Linked DNA regions of Mus musculus: regions 1, 3, 4 and 5 are each linked to region 2. A link is a contact called in public ChIA-PET, HiChIP or PLAC-seq and promoter capture Hi-C data. All regions are on one chromosome and are shown on one strand. The core of a region is the stretch at or near the end of the contact, and the rest is flanking DNA. Distances in the headings are between cores, read along the strand shown. Region 1 overlaps Ncoa2 (nuclear receptor coactivator 2). Region 2 holds the start of Lactb2 (lactamase, beta 2). Region 3 overlaps Ncoa2 (nuclear receptor coactivator 2). Region 4 overlaps Ncoa2 (nuclear receptor coactivator 2). Region 5 overlaps Ncoa2 (nuclear receptor coactivator 2).

Region 1 (2,700 bases), core at 110-2,609, 450 kb before region 2:
ATTGGTGGGCCTTGAGAAACATCAGTAGTGAAAGTCATTGCTGGTTTATCAGACTCTGCAAAATTAATTTCCTCATGTGGCGAAGGCATTATTTCAAGGGGTGGGGCTGAGGGTACTACTTCCTCGGGTGGGGCAAACCCTTGAGAATCTGAAGATTCAAAACTCTCAGCTTCAACATGGTCTTCCCACACATCCCCGTCCCATGTTGTAGGATCCCATTCTTTGCCAATTAGAGCCCTTACTTTAACTGTCGACACACTCTGAGGCTGAGACTTGAATTTTCGCTGTAGTTCAGCCAACCTTACAATGAGAGTTTCCGTTTGATTTTCTGCAACTTGAGCTCTATTGCTACAAGAGAGAAGATTTTCTTCAAGGACACACTTAGCAACTTTTAGATCGTTTACTTGTGTCTGGAGCCTTTCAATTTTATCACACAACTCCTTCCTTTCATTCATCATTCTTTCCACAGATACTAAGAGCAGCCAGCCAGTAAAATCATTTTTCGATTTTTTCCCCATCTTGTAGAAAGCTTTGTGCACTGAATCACCTAATTCATTAAGAAAATCAAGGGCATTAGCTTCTTTAAGTTCGGAATATAGTTTCAACCATGGGTCTTCAAAATTCTCTAAGCTCCCAGGAGGGAGAGAATCTGGAGAGGTTTCAATAGTTGAAAGTGCTGGTGGATCAACAAGCCAGTTCCAGTATTTTAAAAGATTCATCCTTGTACTTCTGTTACTCTAGAACCACTCCTGGTACCAACTTCTGTATTAGTCAGGGTTCTCTAGAGTCACAGAACTTATGGATAGTCTCTAGATAGTAAAGGAATTTATTGATGACTTACAGTCGGCAGCCCAATTCCCAACAATGGTTCAGTCGCAGCTGTGAATGGAAGTCCAAGGATCTAGCAGTTACTCAGTCTCACGCAGCAAGCAGGCGAAGGAGCAAGAGCAAGAACTAGAGCTAGACTCCCTTCTTCCAATGTCCTTATATTGTCTCCAGCAAAAGGTGTAGCCCAGATTAAAGGTGTGTTCCACCACACCTTTAATCCCAGATGAAAGGCATAGCCCAGATTAAAGGTGTGTTCCTTAACTCGGAGATTCAATCTTCTGGAATCCATAGCCACTATGGCTCAAGATCTTCAAACCAAGATCCAGATAAGGATCTCCAAGCCTCCAGATAAGGGTCACTGGTGAGCCTTCCAATTCCAAATTGTAGTTCATTCCAAATATTGTCAAGTTGACAACCAGGAATAGCCACTACACTCTGCTAGACAGTGGTCCAGCCTGGGCCCTCACAGTGCCACTCCTTGGCTCTGCTAGACAGTGGTCCAGCCTGGGCCCTCACAGTGCCACTCCCTGGCTCTGCTAGACAGTGGTCCAGCCTGGGCCCTCACATGCAGCTCTTTACTTTTGGCCAATGAGGCAATGAGTACTGGGATGGTCAGTGAATATCAGCTCCTGAAATCAGAGCACATGGCCTCTTATTAAGATGGAAAAGACAACATGATGAGACAACAGAACACCAGTCTGACTGACTGACAGATGGACTCTTCTTTTATAATTAACAGTGAACAAAACAAATACTCGAAAACAAGCTTGGAATGTCACTACTTTTGGCTAAATACCAAGTTGTTGTTTTTTCTTTTCTTTTCCCTCCCACACATAACATTCTTTCTTGGGATTTTTTTTTTCTCCTAAAGTGTGTGTGCGTGCGTGTGTGCTACTGAAAAACATGACCTGCCTTGAACATGCATACTATCCTTTAAAACAGAGCTCTGTAAGAAATATTCCTCTCGGTACACGAAGCATCCTGAATAACAGCTGAGTCCACACTTAACCCAATTTGCTCAGAACAACTTCCTCCAAATGGCAGACAAAACCACCAGGGCAGGCTGGATGACAGGCTCCCTGAACACACAGGCGTGGGAACGAAGTAGAGATTTAGATCTGAGGCCTTGTAGCTTTAGAGCAGCCAGCCCTAACCCAAGGCCTTCCCCTGTAAAACTGAGAGAATAAGCAGACTTACTCTACAGGGGCATTGTACAGATCAAAGGATATGAAGACAGCAGAGCAAAACTTAGGACAGAGGAAGCACTCTGCCAGGATGGCCTCTCACCTCCATGGTGGCAGCTGACTTTTGCCTTTTGATGAAGATGAATAAAGGACAGGTAGTCACAGAATTCCCATATAGTATAGAGATGAACCCACATTTCACAGGGTACACAGCTGGCTAACAGAGGGAGGGGCCATCATTAGCACAAGTGCTAGAGTTTGGACAGCTGGAGCACACCGTCTGCAGTCTCTGCAGAGAGAGATCTGAAATGTTTAGGAGGTGTCTCCTGACTGACATGTGGCAAGGCCAGTGTGAGCAGGGACCTGACACCTGAGCTTCATTCCTGGCACAGAGGCAGTAAGTTCTTTCTTTTAATGTCATGCAAGTCTCTTTTGCCTGGAAGACTCTTATTTTATGTCCTATATCTTATTTTTGTGATCAACTGTGTTGTGCCAAATTTCCAGGTATTTCTGTCCCCCAAAATATAAATGGTCCCATGAAGCGCTGTGTGTCTGCAGAACACTGATGAGTGCGTGCACTCCATGTCCCACCTCCCCCACCACAGGCAGTGCCCTCTTCCCCAGAGCTCGGTGATTACACTCTTCTCCACCCCAGACTTGCCGAGATCCACTCAACTTACTATGACCA
Region 2 (2,700 bases), core at 2-2,501:
AGTCTTGAACATCTGCTTTGGACCCAGTTAATATTTGTTTCTAATCACCCTTTAGTTTGAGTAGCATCATCTGCACGTTAATTATTTTACCATTACTTACTACCTAAAGAGCCTATAAAAATAAAACTATTACTTAAGTACAATATATGATTCCAGTGAACATTTGTGCTTAGCAACTGTTCATCTTAGTAACTTCTTCATCCAGTTTGCATAGAAACCAGCCATCTATTTTAACCCTCGAAGAAAAGCAGGCTGTGTTGAATGTCCTGGAACCATACAGCAAACTCCAGCAGGGCATTCTCCAGGGTTATTCAGACTATTTGCAATTTCCGGCTTAGGTGCTGACTTCAGAATGGGTTTAAAGTGGCACATCGAAGAGATTGTCCTGGGCTCAGACCATACTCTAGAGGTTAGGCACTCTGCTGCTAAAAGCATGCCGGAAGCCTAAAGGTCCCGTACTTTCCCCTGGCCTGATTCACTCTGGGCTAAACCTTTTATGTCTACTTTTAGAGTCCGATGCTTGTAAATATCCTTTACTCTAGAAGAGTTAATATAATAGAGACTTTAAACGCAAACAAGATATGCTTGTCATACACGATTAGTAGAAAAAGCAAGAGTTAGTTTCTCCTACCCACAGGCTGGGTTGCTCTGTCGGGTTTAGACTCCGGTTGAACTAGAAGCAAATTCTGCCCTCTACTGTAAGAGACTGGATTTAGTATAGTCAATTGCTTACAGTAAACTTTTAAGGGCCTAGTTATATGACCCAACCAAGCCTGAAAGTGGCTATGTAGCCTAGGATGGCCTCGTACTGGGGGCGACCTCCTGCCTCTGCGTTCCAAACACTGGATTTCAAGTGTGCACTAACACACAGGCTACGGTAAACTCACTCGGTCACCACCTGCGGGCAGCGAGACAGCAAGTAAACTGTGAGTCAGACTTGGGAAGCCTGTGCTTTTCTTACACCCTCTGTCCTCCGCAGAGCTCGGGGACGCGCTGGGGGCTAGCCTGGCCTCTCGCTGCCTCCCTGCCACGTGACTGCGTGAGCTGCGGGGGCTCGGGGGTGGCGTTTACCTGCTGCCGGTCCCCACCAGGTACGTGTTGGTGCCTTGCAGGGTCATGGGACCCGGGTTGCAGCCCAACACGCGCACCACCCGACTGGACAGCTGCTCGATGCGCTGCAGAGCGGCAGCCATCTCTCTATCTACCTCGGTGACCGCCGGCACCCGAATTCCAAGTCACTCAGCGTGCTGCGACCTCAGGCTCGGAGGGCAGGGCGGCGGTCTCGTGACGTCAGGCCCGGCGCGGATCACGTGGGACTTCGCTCAGTGGCCCGGAGCGGATTGGCGGCCACTATCTTACGACTTGCTGGCACGCCCGTCAGCCAAGTGACGGGGGTGGGGTGGAGGGATGAGTTCGCGGTGACTGTGGCATGAGGTGGCCTGACCCGCCCGCACTGGCCTCAGCCGGCTCCGTCGCTGAGCTTCTTGTGTCTCTGAGCCTTGTTTCCAAGTAGCTTTACATATCCATAAAGAAGAATGCAGTTACTTCATTGAAGTTAACCTCCAGAAGTGGGGGAGGGAAGGTCACAAGCTAGGCAGGTATGGGGAGTATTTACTGAGTCACCAACTTAGGAAGGAATGGCAGGCTGGTGATTTGAAGAATAGCTTACCTTTTACAATAAATGATGGCAACCAATGCTTACTTGTACCTGTGTGCGTCTAGCCAAGGGCCACCTCCGAACATTACTTTTTAATCCTCAACAACAGGAAAAAAAAAAAAAAGTAAAGAAAAGAAAGAAAGAAAATAAAAGCGACTGTGCATATCTGCAGAGGCCAGAAGACAATTTGACAATTTCAGGTGACTCAGGAACTGTGCATACCCTTCACCAGTGTTGACTTGCCACCCAGGCCAGACTGGCCAGCGGTTGACAGCCCCAGAGATTCCCATGTCTCCATCTCCCCAGTACAGGCATTATAAAAATGAGACACCATGCCCCACATTTTTACATAGGTTCTGGGGGATCAGCCTCTGCTTGTCGTGCTTATAAGGCAATCACTTTAATAACTGATCTATCGCCCCAAACCCCATTAGTTATCTACTCTTAAAATCCCACGTAGTTCTTAACTCTTTTTTTTTTTTTTTCGAGACAGGGTTTCTCTGTGTAGCCCTGGCTGTCCTGGAACTCACTTTGTAGACCAGGCTGGCCTTGAACTCAGAAATATGCCTGCCTCTGCCTCCCAAGTGCTGGGATTAAAGGCGTGCGCCACCACCACCCGGCAGTTCTTAACTCTTAACAGGCACAATTTCCCCCCATTTTATAAATGTAAATTGGAGTTTGGGAGAGCCAAGCTCTGCTTCCACTTGTTTTACATGAGCACATGGTGCTATCTGCGCAGAGTGGAGGGGCTTGTTTATCTCCTCTCTATCCTACCCTTGCCAAGGGAAATAGGTTGGTTTAGTGTCCAAGGTGAAAGTGATATAATTGCTCTGTCTTTTCCAATTTTCTCTGCCTTTCCCAATCAGCAAGTATTAAGCATTGCTTCCCACTTTAAAATTTTTAGTTATAAGTTACTTATAAGAAAATGCACAGATCCTAAGATATCCATCAAATTATGATGAATATATACCACAAAAGAGATGTAGAGTGTATTCACTACCTTAGCCTACTCCTTTTAGGAATATGGCTCCTCCAGCAAATGC
Region 3 (2,700 bases), core at 81-2,580, 430 kb before region 2:
GCTACACAGAGAAACCCTGTCTCAGGGAAAAAAGAAAAAAAGAAAAAAGAAAAAAAAGAAAATGACTTCAATACTACAACAGCAGCAGTTGCCAGGACTAAAGAAAACAACACACCCTACAACTACTCTCCAAGGAGATGGCGTCGGCAACTACCTTCTGCGTTCCAGATCCTCTTCTACGCAAGAGTAAGAAGACTGTATAAACAAATGTTTAAGCTAAAAATTCTTCCTCCCCAAAATGCTTTGCTCTTAGATTTACTTTTGTATAATGGCCTTAAAGTGGTCTATTAGACAGTTACTAAAAGACATATTGTATTTTCTGTCTGAAAGCCAATAATACTCATGAATTTTTTAGTGAAAGACACTTCAAGATGCCATTGGGAAGACAGTAATAAACACATTAAACAGAAGCGGGTGGTGGCTCTTTAATGTGCACTGCTATAATCAAATGAATGTCTTGACTCATAGTCACTGGTGACACAAATATTACATTGTGACATTTTCATGTCTACATCTTCCTTAAAGTGGGAGAAAGAAATTCCCCCCAAGCCCCAAATGCCTCACTGGCAAAATTCATTGCAGAATATGTAAGTGGTGTGGGGGTGGGGTAGGGTTGGGGTATATCAGTGTGACATCACTGGCTAGAGCCAGTTTCTGTTTTCTGCGTCCTCTCAGGCTAAATTCCTCAGTGCAGGCACTCACGGGGCTCTTTGAATCTAGACAGAAATAGCAAGACAATTTTTAATAAGGCATCAGATGAGAAAACACAGAAAGAGCACCACTCCTTGCACCCCATAAGCCATTTTCTCCGCACTGCAAGTGAGGTGCCTGCTTCCAGCTAACATTTTAAAATCCAATTTGCTTAAGTATAAATGTAAAGAAATCAGCAAACCAAGAGCAGAGGAAGAAGATTTATGTTAGACTTTCATAACTTGTCAAAGGTAAATTCAATGATCTTTCTTTACTGTTACTTATAATTTCTTTCTGAGACTTAACAGCCTTCCCAGTTGATGTGAGAAAATGACTAAGATGTCAAAGGCCTTCAGCCTGAGGCAATCAGCTTTGTTCCTGACCTCCATGGCGCTCTCTCTCACCCTACAGCATCTTCTTTCCTTGGGGCTTTTTGGTTAGCACTCACTCAGGAGGAGGAGGTTGCACACAGACACTTTGCACACCTCACTCTGCCTGATGTCTTGAGATGGACACATATACACCCTGTTGGTTATCTAACTTCTCTAACCTGCTTGCAAAGCAACTTCAGTCTCACAGATACCAAAGGACAGGCTGGACTCAAACTCAGGTGTGACTCAGTAACTGACACTGGCTGAGTGCCTCATACAGTGATATACGTGCCCTTCACCCGTCCTGTGTGAGCTCACCACCACTGCACACAGGAAGAGAACAAGGCACCAAGAGAACAGTTCTGAAACATGAACAAGGCACATAAGACATTTTAGAACTCAAAAGTTAATCCTGCCAGGAATGGCAATGGCACTCACCTTCAAACCCAGCACTCAAATGCAGAGGTAGGAGGGACCCAATTGTCCCTCAATTTTAATTTTAACTGTAATGTGGGCACTAAAGTGATCTGTTCAGGACATAATGATCACTGAAAAGACCAATTTATAAACTTGAATGTGTTATAGAAATTATTTTCTTAATCTAACTTATTAAAGGCTTACTTCATCATTTGATAGAATCTTTCTTTTTTTCATTGTGTAATAAACACACATCCTTCAGAACTATCCAGTGGGTCAATACATAAGACTCCATTACTGTTGTAGACCGCAGAGTTTAAAGAAAGGAAGTTGCTAGGCACTTTCTCAGGCACACCAAGATGTCTCAGTTTCACTCTAAACAGAAAACTTTCCTTGTAAAATCAGAAATAGTAATTGGCTGATTAAGAACACTAAAGTTGTGAAAGATAATTATAGAAAATGATGCCTGTAACTTTAAGCATTTCATCATAAGTACATAAGCATGAATATCCATCTTTACTGCTCTCTCAGCACTTCCTGGTGTAAACCAGACCTGCAGTGAAGGGGCTATGATTTCCCATTTTTATTTATTTAAAAAGACTTAAGGTTTTTTCTTTTTGGGGGACAGGGGTGTACTGCCTCCTGAATACTGAATACTGACTGGCCTTCACCTCAGGTCCCTGCACTTCAGGCTCCATAGCACTGACTGCAGGCATGCATCTTTACACAGCCCTACTAAGCCCTTAAGAGTGCTTCTTCACTGTTTACCTAAAAGAACATCACTCCCCCAGCTACTATAGATGTCTTACATGTCCCCGTTTAACAGGAAATTGTCCACATGACGTATCTTATTATTTCTAACAAATACATGTTTTCAAATTCAAATTTCAAGATCAATATGCAATTATAGTAACAAGTACAACTGGAATAAACTGGTTGGAAAACAAGAATCTGGCTTTACAAGAATCTGGCTTTTTGGTTGGTCTAAGACACCATCACTGGGTTCAGAAGAGTGAGGTGTCCTGAAGTAGCCACCAACTCAGAGGTGGCTGGGATTCACAGCAGGGACTACAGATGGAGGTAGGGGTACCTGCTCTGTTAGTACAACATAGGTCAATACATTAGAGTTTACACAGGGGTGCTCTATAACATCACTGAAATGACTGTATTCTAGGTATGAGAGAAAGGATAAGAGATCAAGGTGAGGAGGGAGGAGGGAGCA
Region 4 (2,700 bases), core at 90-2,589, 470 kb before region 2:
CTCTTCTCCAAGGCACAGAGGGGATCAGGGGTTATGGAAGGAAAATTGCACATAGTCCGCTAGCGACTCCAGGAGCTCAGATACTTCTCCTGGTAAGACTCCTTCTGGTCTGCCCTGGCAATGGCAGCTCCGTGTCTCTCCTACATCTGATGCTTGTTCAGAACAGAGCAGAGTTTCCCTTCACAGTCTAAGAAGACCTGGACACCTTCAAAGCTAAATTCCCAGTCAGCTGATGCCACTTAGGCTCTTCAGATACATATCTACTGCATTTAAAGCATGCCCAGTCCCCACACGGTGGTGAGGGATGGCCGGAATGCTTGGTCCACCCAAGGCTGTTTATATAAAAGGCTTCTGTTTTGTCAGACTAGATTTCCATCAATCTAAAACTGATTCTGGGGTATAAATAAGAAGTTGTTTAAAGAAAAAGTAAACTGGGTGTGATGGCATCAGCTATCTTAATACCTGGGCTACAGTAGAAGAACAAGGCCAGTCTGGACTAAAGGTCAAGGACCTGTCTTGTAATAATAACAGCAAAAAAGCGAACAACAATGAAACCCAAACCAAAGCAAACAAAAAAACCCACTGGCTTTAGACTTTCCTTAACTAGTCTGTCAGGTTTTCTCTATAGCATGATGCACATTCAGGGTAAAGCAAGACTCTAGAAACCTAAGTGGCCAACAACACAGGCTGCACTAAGCTGTGTACACTGGAGAGGCACAGCAACAGCACATGGCACTTACAGATCTCTTGTTACTTCTCACTACTGCCACCGCTGGGTGTTCGTTCAGCAGAGTTCTTAGGCTTTCAATACTACATTACTAGTGTTGGCTTTGAAAGGGCATGTGGCTTCTTAGAGTATGGTGAGAAGGCTCATTTGTGGCCTAATAAAATTGAAAAATGAAAGTGGCTCGTTTTATAAAACTGTGTTTTTTAAAGCTCACTATGATATGCTCTGATGGCAAGAGCTGACATTTGCTTCTGTTGCCTAGCAACCGCTATGCTATGATGCAAGCATGAGTGTGCATCTATGCCTAGGAACAGCTCTCCGAGCACACACATGCTCTCCCTGTTGAAAGGTCTCCAGTTAAGCCGTAAGCCACTAGATCCCGGAGCTTCCTCTCTGGCACGCTGACTTAGTACTCAGCTTGCACAGGCGCTTCCTCAATGCACTCCACTCATTCTCAGAAGATTATTTTCAAACAGCAAAAATTTTGGTTTGATTTTATGAAATAAGGGCCACTGCCATCCTGCAATCCAGTTTCTACAATTAATGAACTTGTTGCAAGGGCTAAGCCACAGCCTGCCTTGCTCTAAGCGTTTCTTTTTAAAGGCCTCAAAGTCCTCCTTGGGGTTTCAGTGCTATTTCCCACTCCCCGAGGCATAATGAATAAACAGTTATATGGAAAAATTCCAATTAAATCTCTGCTTACAATTCACAAGGTTTTCTAAAGAAAGCTGTCCTCCTCGGCTCTTTTATGTAATTCTAAGTGGTCACCTGGCCACAGCTTTCTTTCCCGCTCCTACAGTGTGTGGGAAGTGCCCCTCTGCCCCCTAGGGATGAGCTGTTAGTTGTTAATGCAAAGGCGAGCTCCCAACTACACAGGACATACCTGCAGATTTAGCGTTTCTAGATGAGAAAGGGGACAGTAAGGTCAAGAGAGTGCCAACTAGCTTTGTTTAAAAAATCCTAGTCCTGAATCCACAAGCCTGCTGCAGCAGGCACAGAGCAGGCACAACGCCGCGGTTCTGACCACGTGGTCCTTTACGCTTAGAATGTCTTCAGCAGAGCAGAGCGCCACGAGACTTGAGATAATTTATGTCTCAGGCAGCTCTGTCTATTCACTGCTATTTCTTCTCTCATTTTACCATAGCCCACATCTTGAATTTTAACTTTGAAAGAGGGACAGTAAAGCACTGGGTGTTTAGTACTCATTAAAAAAACAAGGAGGATTTTATAAGCCTGAGACAGTAGCTGCCCTAAGGCCCTAAGGCCAGTCACTCGGTTATGCTTTTAAAAAGTTCCTTCTTCCTATTTTAACCTTGACTTCTATGAGAAAAACATACTAGTTGGAATTACCAGCCCTAAAAAGCATAACCCTCGTTTTGTTGGCTCTCACATTTTAAACCGTCTACACAGGCCGAGGCATGTGGCACACAGGAACCCTGAGCCTGAGGCAAGAGTCCCACCCTTCAATAGGACGTCCAAGTTCAGCTTCAGAAAATAAGTGCTCAACTGACAATTCACACCTGCACTTCGTATTTTCATCTAATTGAAGTCTATGCTGTTCCACATACAGAGAATGTTGCTGGGGCAAGAGCTCACAGATAGACATTCCCACTTGCATCAGTAAGCACAGCAATGTGGATTCTCCTTAAATCATATGTACCTGAACATACATAAATGCAGCACATGAATACTGAAACATGTGTGATACAAAGCCACGGGAGCGTGGTACTCCAAGCATCAAAACCAGGTAAGGCTGTGGTTACCTCAAGCATCATGGGCCCCAGTGCATCCTTGTCGATGACACCCTGCCCCGTGGACGACACATCTGACTTCTGCACTTCATCTATGTTGGCAGCTGCTGCTTTCTCTGCAACAAAACACAAGAGCAAATTAAATAGTGGTGCACACCAAGGGCACATCAACACCAAAATCTCTGCTGGGGTCAGGTGTGCCTATGAATGAATTAGAGTGCA
Region 5 (2,700 bases), core at 114-2,613, 320 kb before region 2:
GATGTGGATGGCTGAGACAGGCAGAGCTCCAGTTCAAAGGCGGCCTGGCATACAGAGTGAACAACTTAGGCCTGACTAAGCACAAAAGGAAAGAGCAGGGTGATGGTAGTACAAACATTTAATCTCAGCACTAGGCCAGCCTGGTCTAAACAGTGAGTTCAAGGACAGCAGAGGCTGCACAGCAAAACCCATCTCGGGAAAACCGAACAAACAAAACCAGCAGCTGGGTGCCGCTCAGAGGCAGAAGGCTTACCTCGAAGGCACCAGACCCTGGGTCCAATATCCAGTATTATGTGGAAGCTTGGTGTACTTACAAAATCTAGAGTTCAGATTTTTAGGCAAAGACAGGATTCCTAGGCAACCCCAATTTTGCAGAAGCTAGTCAAAACAGACACTCTCACACAGAAGCAGTCTTACTGCTAGAAAGACCAAGTGTGAAGGCAAGACTCCTGAAGATTGCCCGGAGTGGGTATAACCCAAATCTACAGGCAGTAGCCATCCATCCCAGGGGAGCACAGAAGGAGCCTCTGCAGTGTTCCCAAGGGAGAGTGGAAGCACCCATCCGCATCACATCCACTGCACACCTAGCCCTCAGAAGCTCCACCCACGCTTGGAGAGAGGCTTTTAAAATCCACATGTTATTGACAGACCAGGCTCCCTCTTCTATCACACTGACCTTGTTTCAGGGGCTATGTCTCATTAGGAGACACTGAACACTGTTTTGAAATTAAACAAATTCAAAATAACAGCATTAGTAAGACTAGCATGAGAACTTGCATGCCGATTTCTGAAGCACTGCGGGAATAAAGCATTAATTGCTACTGTTTCCTCTCTCTCGTCCTCAGGAGGTGGACTATATTTCCACATACAGTGAAAGACTACCAACAGAGTGGTAGTTACCCCAACACCATATAGAAATGGGACTGCGGAGAGTGTAGCATGGCTTGTGGAGCTGCTGTACATAGGGACAGATAATCACAGTCCGCCAGCTTTGAGGGAAAACTGGCTCCTGCCACAAACAGCTCCAGTCTAAATGTTTGATTATTAGTCTCCATGTATTAAGTGGTACTATTCAAAATGTCAGAAAATTCTCAGTAATTATAAATCTAAATGCTAAAGATGTTAACACCTACTTTCTAAAAGTAAAAAAACAAAAAAACTAAACCCTATTACAGAGAGACCCGCTGAAATAAAAGAGCTGTGAGCTTGTCTAAGCTGAGCCTTCAGGATAAGAAACGAGGGTCTTCAGGTGGGTCTAGTGAACATAGACACAGAAGTGACCTTGGGTCTAAGGATGTTAGAGTGCAGACTCCAGCTCTTCCTTCCTGTCTGTGTGAGTGCAGCGCTCCTCAACACTGACCACATTCTGAACGCATTAAGAAGAGAAACTTGACATACCACGGACTCACAAGGGAAGATCTATAAGCCACTGTGCTTGCTCCATCTCCAGATGAGGACTGGGAAGTACAAGAGACTGCAAGGGTTTCATGGTGCTCAGGACAGTGCAGAGTCTGACAACCCGAATGCAAGGTAAAGGGAGTCAGCAGCAACAATGTGAGATGTGAGGCTGATGGATGGTCCATGGGGTCACTCTTCAGCGCTAAGACATGAGCGAGGCTGAGACAGGACATCATTCTGCAGAGTTCTACATTCTGCCCTCAGCAACCACAAGTCTGATGAGGAAGCACTCAGAGGGGAGGCTGTGGAATCCTCTAGGCCAGGACTTTTTCCAACAGGCAACTCGGAGGACACAAATAAGCTCTCAGACAAATGGGGTAGTTTTACAGAACTTCGTCTCTAAGGGAAGTGAAGGTAAACAGGAGCCCAAAAGAAGTGACCAGATGGAAGAAAAACACAGTCATTACCTATCCTTTGACAGCAAGGAAGAACTCAGCAGGTAAAGGGTTAAAGGCAGCGGCTACCTTGGGTCTGAGTGGCCTTGGGTCTGAGTGCCATTCCTGACTCTCTCAGGCTATCCTCTGATCTCAATGTGGGCTGATGCATTGCAACACCACAGACAGACGATGGCACGAACATGCTTGCGATGCTCACACACACACACACACAGAATAATGGCTTTATTGATTCATTCCTTTTAAAAATCTGCTACTAAAGCTAAAGCAATCCATTACAATATCCTGAAAGTCATCAATTCCATTTTTCTTACAATGTTGGCAAAGTCTAGCGTGAGTAAGTTTACTATAATCTTTCACTGAGTTCAAGTATCACACAATAAGTTTTACTGATATGTTAATTAGGACAGCAGTCACTGGCTGAGGCCCTCAAAAGGAGACGGCCAGACTGCACTTTACTAAGTCAGTCCCTTCCTGACCAGTGACCCTCCCCAAACTGCAATCCTGTCATTCCTGGAGGCAGGATCTGCTTTCTTTTTCTTTTTTTCCCCTAATTATTATTTTTTTTTTCTGATAGAGTCTCATAGTCTCATATAACCCAACCTGGCCTTGACTTTGCTATTAATAGCAACACAGGATAATATTGGGTCCACCTGCCTCCCCACTCCTGAGTGCTGGGATTACAGGCACAAGCCACTAAACCCACTTTATGAGGTGCTGGGGATCGAACTTGCCTCTCCACAAGTAAGCACTCTACCAACTTAGCTACATCCCTAGCCTGCAAATTCTATTTTTCATGTGCCCCGTAAATCTGCCATATAAAACAAAATCAGTATCATTGCTATAA

What was found. Promoter capture Hi-C pulls out the DNA fragments that hold promoters and counts their contacts. ChIA-PET counts read pairs in DNA pulled down with a chosen protein or histone mark. HiChIP or PLAC-seq counts read pairs in DNA pulled down with a chosen protein or histone mark.
Region 1: a contact with region 2 is called in a promoter capture Hi-C map of the HPC-7 cell line. The contact joins the enhancer-like site here to the promoter of Lactb2 in region 2. A contact is called at or near these places in 9 of 39 promoter capture datasets (the 3T3-L1 cell line, the C10 cell line, the HPC-7 cell line and 5 more), 1 of 115 datasets of contacts at active chromatin or transcription factors (large pre-B cells) and 1 of 9 other capture datasets (adipose tissue).
Region 3: an RNA polymerase II ChIA-PET map of memory CD8 T cells shows a contact between it and region 2, with 6 read pairs. The contact joins the enhancer-like site here to the promoter of Lactb2 in region 2. A contact is called at or near these places in 7 of 39 promoter capture datasets (the 3T3-L1 cell line, the HPC-7 cell line, HPC-7-derived erythroid cells and 3 more), 2 of 484 Hi-C or Micro-C datasets (the HPC-7 cell line and liver) and 4 of 115 datasets of contacts at active chromatin or transcription factors (astrocytes, embryonic limb bud, large pre-B cells and 1 more).
Region 4: a contact with region 2 is called in an H3K4me3 HiChIP or PLAC-seq map of forebrain, with 5 times the contacts expected there. The contact joins the enhancer-like site here to the promoter of Lactb2 in region 2. A contact is called at or near these places in 4 of 39 promoter capture datasets (the 3T3-L1 cell line, the HPC-7 cell line, hippocampal neurons and 1 more), 1 of 15 datasets of contacts at CTCF or cohesin (pro-B cells), 1 of 484 Hi-C or Micro-C datasets (the N1E-115 cell line), 4 of 115 datasets of contacts at active chromatin or transcription factors (bone marrow-derived macrophages, embryonic stem cells, forebrain and 1 more) and 2 of 9 other capture datasets (embryonic stem cells and liver).
Region 5: a promoter capture Hi-C map of the HPC-7 cell line shows a contact between it and region 2. The contact joins the enhancer-like site here to the promoter of Lactb2 in region 2. A contact is called at or near these places in 7 of 39 promoter capture datasets (the C10 cell line, the HPC-7 cell line, hematopoietic stem and progenitor cells and 2 more), 1 of 15 datasets of contacts at CTCF or cohesin (the NIH/3T3 cell line), 3 of 484 Hi-C or Micro-C datasets (the HPC-7 cell line, cortical neurons and macrophages), 3 of 115 datasets of contacts at active chromatin or transcription factors (bone marrow-derived macrophages, large pre-B cells and memory CD8 T cells) and 1 of 9 other capture datasets (liver).

What each region holds. Positions count from the first base shown.
Region 1 is chr1:13,212,747-13,215,446 of GRCm38.p6, forward strand. All of the region lies in intron 4 of Ncoa2 (nuclear receptor coactivator 2), which reads right to left. Among named protein-coding and RNA genes, the nearest start is that of Prdm14, 87 kb to the left of the region's middle. Within about 2 kb of position 1,360, at least 20 of the 459 cell types and tissues checked have an H3K27ac peak or open chromatin away from gene starts, as enhancers often do. A contact at or near this core is called in the HPC-7 cell line, where this site is marked.
Region 2 is chr1:13,659,258-13,661,957 of GRCm38.p6, forward strand. It overlaps Lactb2 (lactamase, beta 2), which reads right to left and starts at 1,252. Exons shown (of 7, transcript NM_145381.2): 1 at 1,072-1,252. The coding sequence starts at 1,193.
Region 3 is chr1:13,230,326-13,233,025 of GRCm38.p6, forward strand. All of the region lies in intron 2 of Ncoa2 (nuclear receptor coactivator 2), which reads right to left. Among named protein-coding and RNA genes, the nearest start is that of Gm23169, 100 kb to the right of the region's middle. Within about 2 kb of position 1,331, at least 21 of the 459 cell types and tissues checked have an H3K27ac peak or open chromatin away from gene starts, as enhancers often do. A contact at or near this core is called in memory CD8 T cells, where this site is marked.
Region 4 is chr1:13,187,597-13,190,296 of GRCm38.p6, forward strand. It overlaps Ncoa2 (nuclear receptor coactivator 2), which reads right to left. Exons shown (of 23, transcript NM_008678.3): 5 at 2,491-2,594. Among named protein-coding and RNA genes, the nearest start is that of Prdm14, 62 kb to the left of the region's middle. Within about 2 kb of position 1,340, at least 89 of the 459 cell types and tissues checked have an H3K27ac peak or open chromatin away from gene starts, as enhancers often do. A contact at or near this core is called in the N1E-115 cell line, forebrain and hippocampal neurons, where this site is marked.
Region 5 is chr1:13,341,163-13,343,862 of GRCm38.p6, forward strand. All of the region lies in intron 1 of Ncoa2 (nuclear receptor coactivator 2), which reads right to left. Among named protein-coding and RNA genes, the nearest start is that of Gm23169, 7.9 kb to the left of the region's middle. Within about 2 kb of position 1,364, at least 22 of the 459 cell types and tissues checked have an H3K27ac peak or open chromatin away from gene starts, as enhancers often do. A contact at or near this core is called in the HPC-7 cell line, bone marrow-derived macrophages and memory CD8 T cells, where this site is marked.